Linked DNA regions of Sus scrofa: region 2 is linked to region 1. A link is a contact called in public HiChIP or PLAC-seq data. All regions are on one chromosome and are shown on one strand. Each heading gives the region's core, a stretch centred on a gene start, on an enhancer-like site or on the middle of the called end of the contact. The rest is flanking DNA. Distances are from core to core; before and after follow the strand shown.

Region 1 (4,911 bases), core at 1,742-4,241:
GAAAAATGATTTTTACCTTCGAGTGGGTACTCCCACTTTTTTTTTTTCCTTGCAGCATGTGGAAGTTCCTAGGGCAGGGATGGAACCCAAACCACAGCAGTGACAATGCTGGATTCTGGATCCATTGAGCCACCAGAGAACTCCTGAAAGCAGAAGTTTCGTTTTGTCTTTTTAGGGCCACCCCCATTGCACATACAGGCTCCCAGGCTAGGGGTCAAATCAGAGCTGTAGCCACCAGCCTATACCACAGCTCACGGCAACTCCGGATACTTAACCCACTGAGCGAGGCCAGGGATCAAACCCTCATCATCATGGATACTAGCCATTTTCGGTTCCACTGAGCCATGATGGAAACTCCTGAAAGCAGAAGTTTTTAAATGAAAATTATGTCCAAGAACAAACCATAACGTTGGTGGCAACAAGCAGTCATGTTGGTTCCTCCTGTTTTCTGAGGTTGTCTATGAACATTTTAATCTTATCATGTCTTCCAAGTTCAGTCATGAGAATTTTCTTAGGGCTACCTACAAAGCAGTCTTTTAGGTTTACTAGAGAATGATACAAATTTAGAAGCTGAGAAAATGATGGGATGAACTGACAGTATTATCAATGATTCTGAAGAAAAAAATGAATCATATGATACATGAAAGAGAATGTGTCTGCCACGGATGACAATCTGCCACAAGGACAGAGGGGCTTGAGTGGAAAAAAAAAAAAATGAGTTTGATCAGCTTCAGTGCTGGGTGCCCGTCAGTTAATTAATTCAGAAGTTGAGGGCTCAGATTAATCAGGTAAAACTGGCTAATAAAAAAAAAGTCGTAAGCCAGATATTTCTATGGTTTCAACTCTCATTTGAATTAAATTTGCAAGGCATCAACATGAGTGATTGAGGCATTAAAGTGGCATCTGACAACTTGCAAAGAACATTAGTTAGCTGTGTGATTCAGAGGAATTGCTTGTGAGAATAAGTTTGGATGGAACTGGTCCATGCTGAGAAAAGAAGGGACATCTTCCTGGAGAAGAATGTTCATTTTTAAAGCCCAGCAGAAGAGACTCATCCCCCCATTTGGCAAAAACCAAGGTTTCAAAGCATAATAAATGTACTTAAGGAAAGCCTTTTTTTTTTTTTTTTCTCTTTTTAGGCCACACCCATGGCATGTGGAGGTTCCCAGGCTAGGGGTTGAATTGGAGCTGCAGCTGCTGGACCACATCACAGCCACACAACGCAGGATCCTTAACCCACTGAGCAAGGCCAGGGATCGAACTTGCAATCTCATGGTTCCTAGTCACATTCGTTTCCCCTGTGCCATGACGGAAACTCCAAGGAAAGCCTTTTGAGAACGTCAAGATTTTCTCTTCAGCCTACTTCTTTTCTGTATCTTCAACTACAGCAGATTAAAAGTAGTCATTTTACTAGGTGTGCTTGGGAAAATTGCTTGACCATTCACGCCCTTTGTTTCTTTATAGGTCAATTTATGCACAATAATAAGAGTAACTTCACGAAATTGCTGGGAGAATCAAATGAAATTCACTTGCAAGTAAGCTTTGGCTATTATCACCAACACTGTCCACAAGGCTTATGACAGCCAAGTTGCCACAGAACCCAGTCCTACGACTTCACCTGCAGGCTGGGCATCTCCACTTGAATACACAAATGGAAACTCAGGTGAAATAAATCAACACCTAAAGTGAGATATTCCATCCAGGACCAGTTTTCTTTACACTGTACTTCCGTTAATTATGCCAATCCCAGTAGCAACCTCACAATTGATCCTGAACCCAGTTCCCTCTGCTTACAGCTCAACAGGCCAGTACATCGGGATACTGAGGCCAGGAATAATGACTTTAATTGGAAAGCCGGCAGACTAGTGTCTCAAAAAAACCATCTTGCCTTTCTCTGAATTCAGGTTCCTTTTGTACAGAGAAAGGGGAGGGGGAGAGGCCAGTGGTCACTCACCAATGGTCCCTTGCTTGGGGGAAAGGCCCACTGCAATGCTGACCTGAGGCTGAGCAGGACCACTAAAGTTCACCCACTAACAGTGGCTTGTTTACAGAATCATTCCTGCCTTAGTACTCTTATTCATATCCAAAATGACTGAAATGAAATAGGACGGGCTGATTTTCCCTCTTTACAGAGGCAGTAATTGGTCATTGCCAAGTTTGGAAAATGGGAGTTCCCATTGTGGCCCAGCAGTAACAAATCTGGCTAGTATCACAAATACCATGAGGGCTCCGGTTAGATCCCTGGCCCTGCTCTGTGGGTGTTGCCTGAGCTGTGGTGTAGGCTGGCAGCTGGAGCTCGGATTTGACCCCTGGCCTGGGAAGTTCCATACGCCGCAGGTGAGGCCCATAAAAAGCCAAAAAAAAAAAAAAAAAAAAAAAGAAGGAAGTTTGGAAAATGGAAAAATAAAAAAGGATAGATTCTAAGTGGCCAGGCGACTTTTAAGTGTTGGATAAAACCATAAAGTCTATAAGCAAAAAATAAAAATAAACCATAACTATAAATTCTAAACTCCCTGTATACACTGATGTGATCTGCTGAAATCTGAAACCTACTGAAAACACCTTATTTTTGCTTTGTAAGGCTACACCCAAGGAATACTGAAATTCCCAGGATAGGTGCTGAATCAGAGCTGTAGCTGCCCGCCTACACCATGGCCACAGCAACGCGGCATCCTTGTACCATTGAGCTAGGGCAGGGATCGAACCGGAGCCCTCATGAATATTGGTCGGGCTCTTTTCTATGGAAGCACAACAGGAGCTCCGGAAGACGCTTTCTAAACGCCTACGACTGGCGCCGAGGTGTGACTGTTAGGAACGTCCGTGGGTTGGACCAGTCCCCGTCGCCTCGTTGTCACTACGTCACCTTCGCATTCCCGCGCACCTCGCTAGCATAGTCACCACCGAACGCCGGCGCCCGAGGGCCTGCGCGGCGCACAGTGATGACGCAACACGCACGTACGCACGCATGCACGCACGCGTGTCTGCCCCTCGCCGGCTACGGAGCTGCGTCACGGACCTTCGGGCGCCGAGCTCCTGAGACGGCGGCAGCTGCGGCCTCGGCGCTGGCGTCCCTCGCGCGGACCCCGCTCGGCGGCGCGATGCGGCGTAGCAAGGCGGACGTGGAGCGGTACATCGCCTCAGTGCAGGGCTCCGCTCCGTCGCCCCGAGAGGTGAGCGGGATGGGCGCGCGGCCTCCGGGCGGGCCGCGGCGCCATGGCTCCCACTGAGGCGCGGCCGGCGCGCGGGGGGCGGGGAGGCGGCGGGCGGGCGTTGGCGCGGCGCTCCCTTCTGCTTTTCCTTCTCCTTCTCTTCCTCTTCGTCCTCTACGGCGCCCGGCCGGCCCCGCTGTGCCCACTGCCCGGGCTCCACGCCGAGGCGCTGCCGCTTCGGCGCGGCCGCCTCGCCATCCCTCACACTCTGCATTGGAAGCTGCTTTTGCCGACTTTCGTTTTCCCGCTGGGTCGCGGGGGTTCTGAGTTCCTTCCCGGGCCTTATTGCTGGGGTAGACGTAGATGTCTCTTAGGGTACTTCCCCTTGTTCCCACGTAGGGAGTTGGCCACATCGTGGATCCGACCGGACGTGGTGCCTAGAGGGGACGGGGACGGGGACGGCGAGTAGGGGGTGGGCGCAGGATCCCGAGTCACTTCCCTGGGGTGGAGTCATAGCTATGCTGGACACAGGCTGTGGGATTTGAAGCAAGTTCTGTTTATTTCGTTAATAGGGCGGAATCAGGCTACTGATAGGAGTTTTTAGTATGTCCCGTGTTAAACATTAACGGAAGTGTTTAGCGCATTAAGTGCTCGCAGTAGATATGGGTGTTAAAGTACAGTCATTTAAGGTGTTCCGGGTAGGGGAACTTCCATATGCTGCGGGCCTGGCTCTTAAAAATAAATAAATAAATACATAAAAATGGAAAAGAAAGGTGTTTTTTTTTTTTTTTTTTTAGTGCCATCTTGACAGTTGTGTATTGCTGTTGTCATAAACTTCCTCTGTCTTTCAAATTATGAATTCGTGGGAGGTCCCTGGTAGCCTAGTGGTTAAGGATCTGGTGTCACTGCTGTGGTTCAGGGTCAGTCTCTAGCCCAGGAACTCGCGCATGCCGCGAGGATCAACGCAGGATCCAAGCCACATCTGCAACCCACACCGCAGCTCACTATACCGCAGCTCATTTAAAAAAAAAAAGTATGAATTTGTGGGTTGGGGAAGAAAGGCTCTGTATATTCAATTCTGGTGTATTCCTCTTTTTGCTTTTTATTTATTTAGTCTTTTTAGGGCCGCATCTGCGGCATATGGAGGTTCCCAAGCTAGGGTCCAATCGGAGCTGTACCTGCCAGCCTAGCCAGAGCCACAGCAACGCCAAATCCCACCACGTCTGCGACCTACACCACAGCTCCCGGCAACTCCAGATCCTCAACCCATTGAGTAAGGCCAGGGATCAAACCCTCAACCTCATGGTTCTTTGCTTTTTAAAATCGTTTCTTGCTAACTACAGTTCTATCCTTCTTGACCTGTTTTTCTCGGGTGTTTAAGATTCCTGAATGAAGGTTAAGACTGTCTGTAGTTCGAGTACATACTATTAAGGCTGTACAGTAAATACTGTCATAATAACATTATGTGGAATTATTTCTTAGGTGTATGTCACTGTTTTGACATAAAATTAGAACATACATATATTTTTTGTTTTGTTTCATTTTTAGGGCCACACCTGTGGCACATGGAAGTTCCCAGGCTAGGGGTTGAATCAGAGCTGCAGCTGCTGGGCTACACCACAGCCAAGCAGGATCCAAGCCGCATCTTCGACCTACACCGCAGCTCACTACCCTGCAGCTCACAGCAATGACTGATCCTTAACCCACTGAGCAGGGCCAGAGTTCAAACCCACATCCTCATGGATACTAGTTGGATTTGTTA
Region 2 (5,184 bases), core at 1,831-4,330, 48 kb before region 1:
GAAAATTCTCAACTCTTTCCTGCTGTTTGACAAGAACAGTAGCGTTAAAGGCCTGGTATTGATACCAGCGTTATTAGAATTTCTCCCCCTCATAGTCACCTGTCCCTCGGCTACACTCGGTGTATCAGCTCTGACTTGACTGGGTTAAAGAGAATTAAAGCTCCGTGTTTGCTTTCTTGTGCGTTGTGAGCTTTGCATTCTTGAGCTTTAGTGGGAATGCTGGGCCCCCTTGCTGCCCAGGTGGGTGGGTGGGATCGACCCCTGAAACCGACTCCAGTCTGCTCTCAATCCAAGAGTGAAAAGTTACCAAAGACAAGTTTTAACGTCAGATGTGGAGTCCGGAGTAATTTTTAAAAATATATGTAATAGGATGTTTGGGACCAGCCATTTTTGCGTATTTTCAGACAGTAGCAGAAGTGCCTGTGGACAAGCCTGTGTCTGCCCCAGAAGGTGGGTATTTCTGCAGTCTCAATGGGCTTTGAAACAGCTGGATTGATTTCTTCCGTGTGGAGTTTAAATTCCAGGTGGAGCGTCTCATTCCTCAGGAATATCACTTGTTCCGGGGGTTAAGGTGACTTACCTTCCTATTGTCCTGGCATATCGATCCCTTGGCAATAGAAGGGACTTAGGCTTGTTGTGCCCAGTACAGAGAAGAGGACTGTGGGCTCTGCCAGGAAGAGGGTACTTTGTATCAATTTGAAGGGGTAGGGTCTTCCTAGTTTTCAGGAGAGCTATTTCTAGTATGAAATCAGGTTCCTCAGCTAAGGGAGCCAGCAGATGGGGACTTGGAGATCAGATGCATGTAGCTAGGGCCACGGGGTCAAGCAGGTAACCTTGATGACCTCAGGTGGCCCCTCTTTACAATGAGGATGAAAATCACCACTGTCATCAAGCACCATTTATTATCTCATAAAACCGACTTAGGGACCAGGGCATCACTGTCCCAAGTGGAGCCCTCTGTGTGCCATGGCCACGCAGCATCGGGCACCTGCTGTGCGCTGAGAAGAGGCTGGAAGGGATGGGACTCAGGCCGTCCAGTACCCCTGGGTCTGCACACCTAGATGCAGGAGCAGTGGTCACAGCAGGTGTTCCTCCCACGGGCCGTCCCCCGGCTGAGTCCCCATGACATCAGACACACCTCCTGCTGCCCAGCGTCACGCACTCACACTGACTCCTCCTCACCGGCACTGTGTTCTGGCGAGTTTACAGATTCTAGCAGAAAACATCCCGAGATGACGGTTGTGCTCACGTTTCTCTTGGGTTTTCACTGAAAACTGCCCTGACACAGAAGATAAGTGTTTAAGGAGCACACGAGAGTCATGAAAATGCTTCCAGCTTCAAACCTGAAACTGTGAAACAGATGCTCATGTGAAGCCGGCCTCTGTGAAAGGCACCGGCCATCTTGGTTTGGTTTTGCTGTAATAAACACAGCCTGGAGCTCATCCTCCTTGTGCTCAGCCCCTCGCTCTGCACTTGTGTGCTTGGTCTCTGGCTTTCTCACCACAGGGGTGTCCCCTGGGGCCTTGTCTTAGCTTCAGTTCCAGAATGTGTCCTGATGCTTGGCTGGACCCTGATGAGCCTGAGACGCACCTGGAGGGCACCTTCCTTGGTGAAGGTGATCATGTGGGCTGTGTGCAGATGGGTGGCATCACCTCCCTGGGGACCAGACAGCCTGACCTTCCCACCGCAGCCATAGCCTCCTTCATGGAAGCTGTCACCCTTCGCACCCATGGACTTAGAGAATGTCCCTCACCCCTTCAAGGGCTGGACCTCTTCTTCCCGAGGTGCATGGTGCCCAGAAACCCCACCTGTGACACTCATACCTGTGTCCTTGGCTGTTCTCTCTTGAGTCGGGGGGCTGGGGGCCCAAACGTGGTGTTTTTTAAGGAAACCTAAACTATCCACACACCCCCCCCAAAGTTCTCAAAGTCACCTTGGCTCAGCCCCAGACACACGAGATCTGTAAGTAACTACCTGGGGACACCTCAGATGCTGTGTCTTTGCTGCCTGGGCAGAAAGGTAGTTGACGTGACCCTGAGGCCTTGTCTGCCTGTTTCTGGCTGGCCCACGAGCTTAGGATGGATTTGATATTTTTCAAATGGTTGAGGAAAAAATGAAAAGACTTATTTCATGACATAGGACACTTAAACCCAGTGCCTTAAAAAAGTGTTACCGGCACAGAGTGTACTCATTTGTCACCATGGCCCCAGGTGGGCTCCCACGTGGTGACCGAGCCATGCTGTGGGCACAGATGGGTGGCTCCCTGGGCTCAGACAAGGGACCCTGGGCCTTTCCCTCTGTCTTTGCCTCTGCCTCCACCCCACCCCTTACCTCCCCATTGTGCTTATCACATCTGGGAGAAGCGAGTGTGCATCAGATGCGGCCTCTGGGTTTGTGGCCCTCAGTGGGGTCCAGGGGCGGAAACCTGCTGTGTGTGCCTGCTGCATGCAGCCCAGTGGAGAGGGCTGGCCGACCAGGAGTTGCTAAGAAAGACCACCTTTCGGTGCTGGTTGTTACGTAGCCTTGGAGGCCCTGCCTTTTTCGGTGATTAGCACCCACTTCAAGCAGTACCCTTGTCAGCCCTTGTTGGCTGGGCTGTGGGGGAACCTGCTGGGCCCACAGAGAGCAGAAGGCCCTGAGGCCGTGGAAGGGCCCCTCCCCACCTGGCTCAGCGTCAGGTGGGTGGGCCCTGAGCCCTTCAAACCCATCTGCTGTTGCCGATCACCTTGGATGAACAACCAGCCTTTGTATTTCAGTTTTATAAATATAGACTGTTAGGAGTTCCCCTCATGGCTCAGTGGTTAATGAACCTGACTAGGAACCAGGAGGATGTGGGTTCGATCCCCGGCCTTGTTCAGTGGGATCAGTGTTGCCATGAGCTGTTGGTGTAGGTCGCAGACGCAGTTCGGATCCCATGTGGCTGTGGCTGTGGTGTAGGCCAGTGGCTACAGCTCCAATTTGACCCCTAGCCTGGGAACTTCCACATGCTGCGGGTGTGGCCCTAAAAAGCAAAAAAAAAAAAGGGAAATATAGACCTGTTAGACAGTTAGGAAGAGAAGACTGCAGCTTTGCCCTTTAACCTTCCCCACAGTGAGCACATCTAGTAACATATGTTTCTTCTCTTTGGTACAGGGAAGTGTGAGTTGGGCTGTGTTGCTCTTTGAAAGGTGGTAGTGCTTTTGATCCCTGAGAAACAGCAGCGAGCGATGGCTTCAAGCAAGGCCTTAATTCTCTGCTTGGGAATTGAACCTTCGGCAGCCTGGATAAAAAACAGAAATCCCAGCAACTAGACTAACTAGAGGCTAGAAGCAAAACTGCCTTGATTCTTGTTCCCTTGTTGAAAGCAAGAATATTTCATGGAGGCAAAGACTGTGAAAAACAGTATAAGGTTTACGTATTTATTTATTTTGGTTTTTTCCAGGGCCGCCCCCCTGCATATGGAGGTTCCCAGGCTAGGGGTCGAATCGGAGCTATAGCTACCAGCCTACACCACAGCTCACAGCTATGCTGGATCTTTAACTCACTGAACAAGGCCAGGAATCATGGATACTAGTTGGGTTCGTTACTGCTGAGCCACAATGGGAACTCCCCAGAGAGGTGATTTAAATCACTTAAATAGGACTTTTTCTGGTTCTTTTTCTTCCTTTGGCCAATCGTCTTGTTTCATTTCTCACACCTGACACAGGACCCTCCCCAGTATGCATGTGCAAAGGTAGATTCCAGAGCAAAGATGCTGGGATGGTATCAGGACTTATTATGGCCTGGTGCCCCCTCCCTTTCAGACCCGTAGGAGTCTTACTGAGCATGTGTAATTGGGGAGGTCGCCTTGATCCCAGGAGTGATCGAATGGTCATCTTTCACTCTGGCAGAGCTCGCTTCTGCCATTAACTTTCTCCTTGAAGCATCAAAGAGAAGTGAGGCCCAAGTTACTCAGCCTGACAAGTCCCAGCGGTTCTCAGCCCAGGGGCCCAGCTACCTGCTCCCTCACTTTGTCATGTGTGTTTAAGGGTGTAATTCACATACACACACAAACACACACAAATACTATTCAGCCCCAAGAGAGGAGGCCAGCGTGCTGGTCCTCACACTGAGGATGGACCCCGGCAGCATTGTGCCAAGCGAAGTGAGCCGGACAGAGGAAGCCACGCCATGTTTGTTCTCTGATCTGCGGAATCTCAAAACAGTAGGATGGAGGCTCCAGAGGTGGGCCTCCCTGGGCCTGGTGCCCGCCACGCCAAAGGATTGAAACTACACTGGCTTCAGGTGCCTCTTTTAGTCCAGGTTGCACTCCTTTGCTGTCCTTGCCCGACGGGCCGGCACCACCCAGGGACGGTCTCCTGAAGCGTGGATCACGACACGACCGTCTGGCTCCTTGGTAGCTCCTGGGCTTCTCTTCTAAGGGGATTGCTTTCCTGCCATCACCTAAAGTATTTCCACACAGTTGGGGATGTGCTGAAATCAAAAGGCGTGTTCATGGAGTTGCCATTGTGGCTCAGTAGATTATGAACCCAACTAGTACCCATGAGGATATGGGTTTGATCCCTGGCCTTGCTCAGTAAGCTATAGATCCCATGTTGTTGCGGCTGTGGTGTAGGCTGGCAGCTGCAGCTCTGATTCGACCCCTAGCCTGGGAACCTCCATATGCGGCAGGTGTGGTTGTAAAAAGAAAAAAAAAAAAAATAGTGTTTGTGCTTAAAATTAGCACGTTGAAGGGGTAGTGGCTGAGGCCCCTGCTCTGTCTGTGTCTGAGCTTCTCAGAGATGCTTGGGAGTGAACCTCAGCCCCAGAAAGTCAGTTTGTAAATCTGCTATCATCACCCATATAATTTCTAAATGATTTACTCTGACAACTAAATGCCAAGATTGTAATAATTATAATTGCTTTCCTATTGGTTAAGGAAAAAAAAAAACAACTTGAAGTATCAGGTACTATCACTTATAAAAACAACAAAAAATCAGTAGACTAAAATATGTGCTTTACCCAGGTTATTTTGGATAGAAGCTATCGAAATGCAACAGTTCTACTTATTTTCTGTATGTTTCTATATCCTGGAAGCTCAGCCACTTAACTCTGTGTCTGTGTAACCCAGTGGCCATTCTATGATTAAAACAATCTTTAGACATGAATAGCCTCTACAGAAAAATCTGCTTTTAGAAGTAATCATGAAATAGGTTCCCCACATGT

What was found. HiChIP or PLAC-seq counts read pairs in DNA pulled down with a chosen protein or histone mark.
Region 2: an H3K27ac HiChIP or PLAC-seq map of alveolar macrophages shows a contact between it and region 1. The contact joins the enhancer-like site here to the promoter of LOC100511376 in region 1. A contact is called at or near these places in 1 of 5 promoter capture datasets (liver), 16 of 47 Hi-C or Micro-C datasets (alveolar macrophages, brain, embryonic fibroblasts and 6 more) and 2 of 2 datasets of contacts at active chromatin or transcription factors (alveolar macrophages and skeletal muscle).

Annotation. Positions count from the first base shown.
Region 1 is chr3:47,599,408-47,604,318 of Sscrofa11.1, reverse strand. LOC100511376 (E3 SUMO-protein ligase RanBP2) reads left to right here and starts at 2,991. Exons shown (of 30, transcript XM_021087106.1): 1 at 2,991-3,170. The coding sequence starts at 3,099.
Region 2 is chr3:47,647,182-47,652,365 of Sscrofa11.1, reverse strand. It overlaps a transcript of LIMS1 not described here. Among named protein-coding and RNA genes, the nearest start is that of LIMS1, 20 kb to the right of the region's middle. Within about 2 kb of position 3,080, at least 3 of the 83 cell types and tissues checked have an H3K27ac peak or open chromatin away from gene starts, as enhancers often do. A contact at or near this core is called in alveolar macrophages and retroperitoneal adipose tissue, where this site is marked.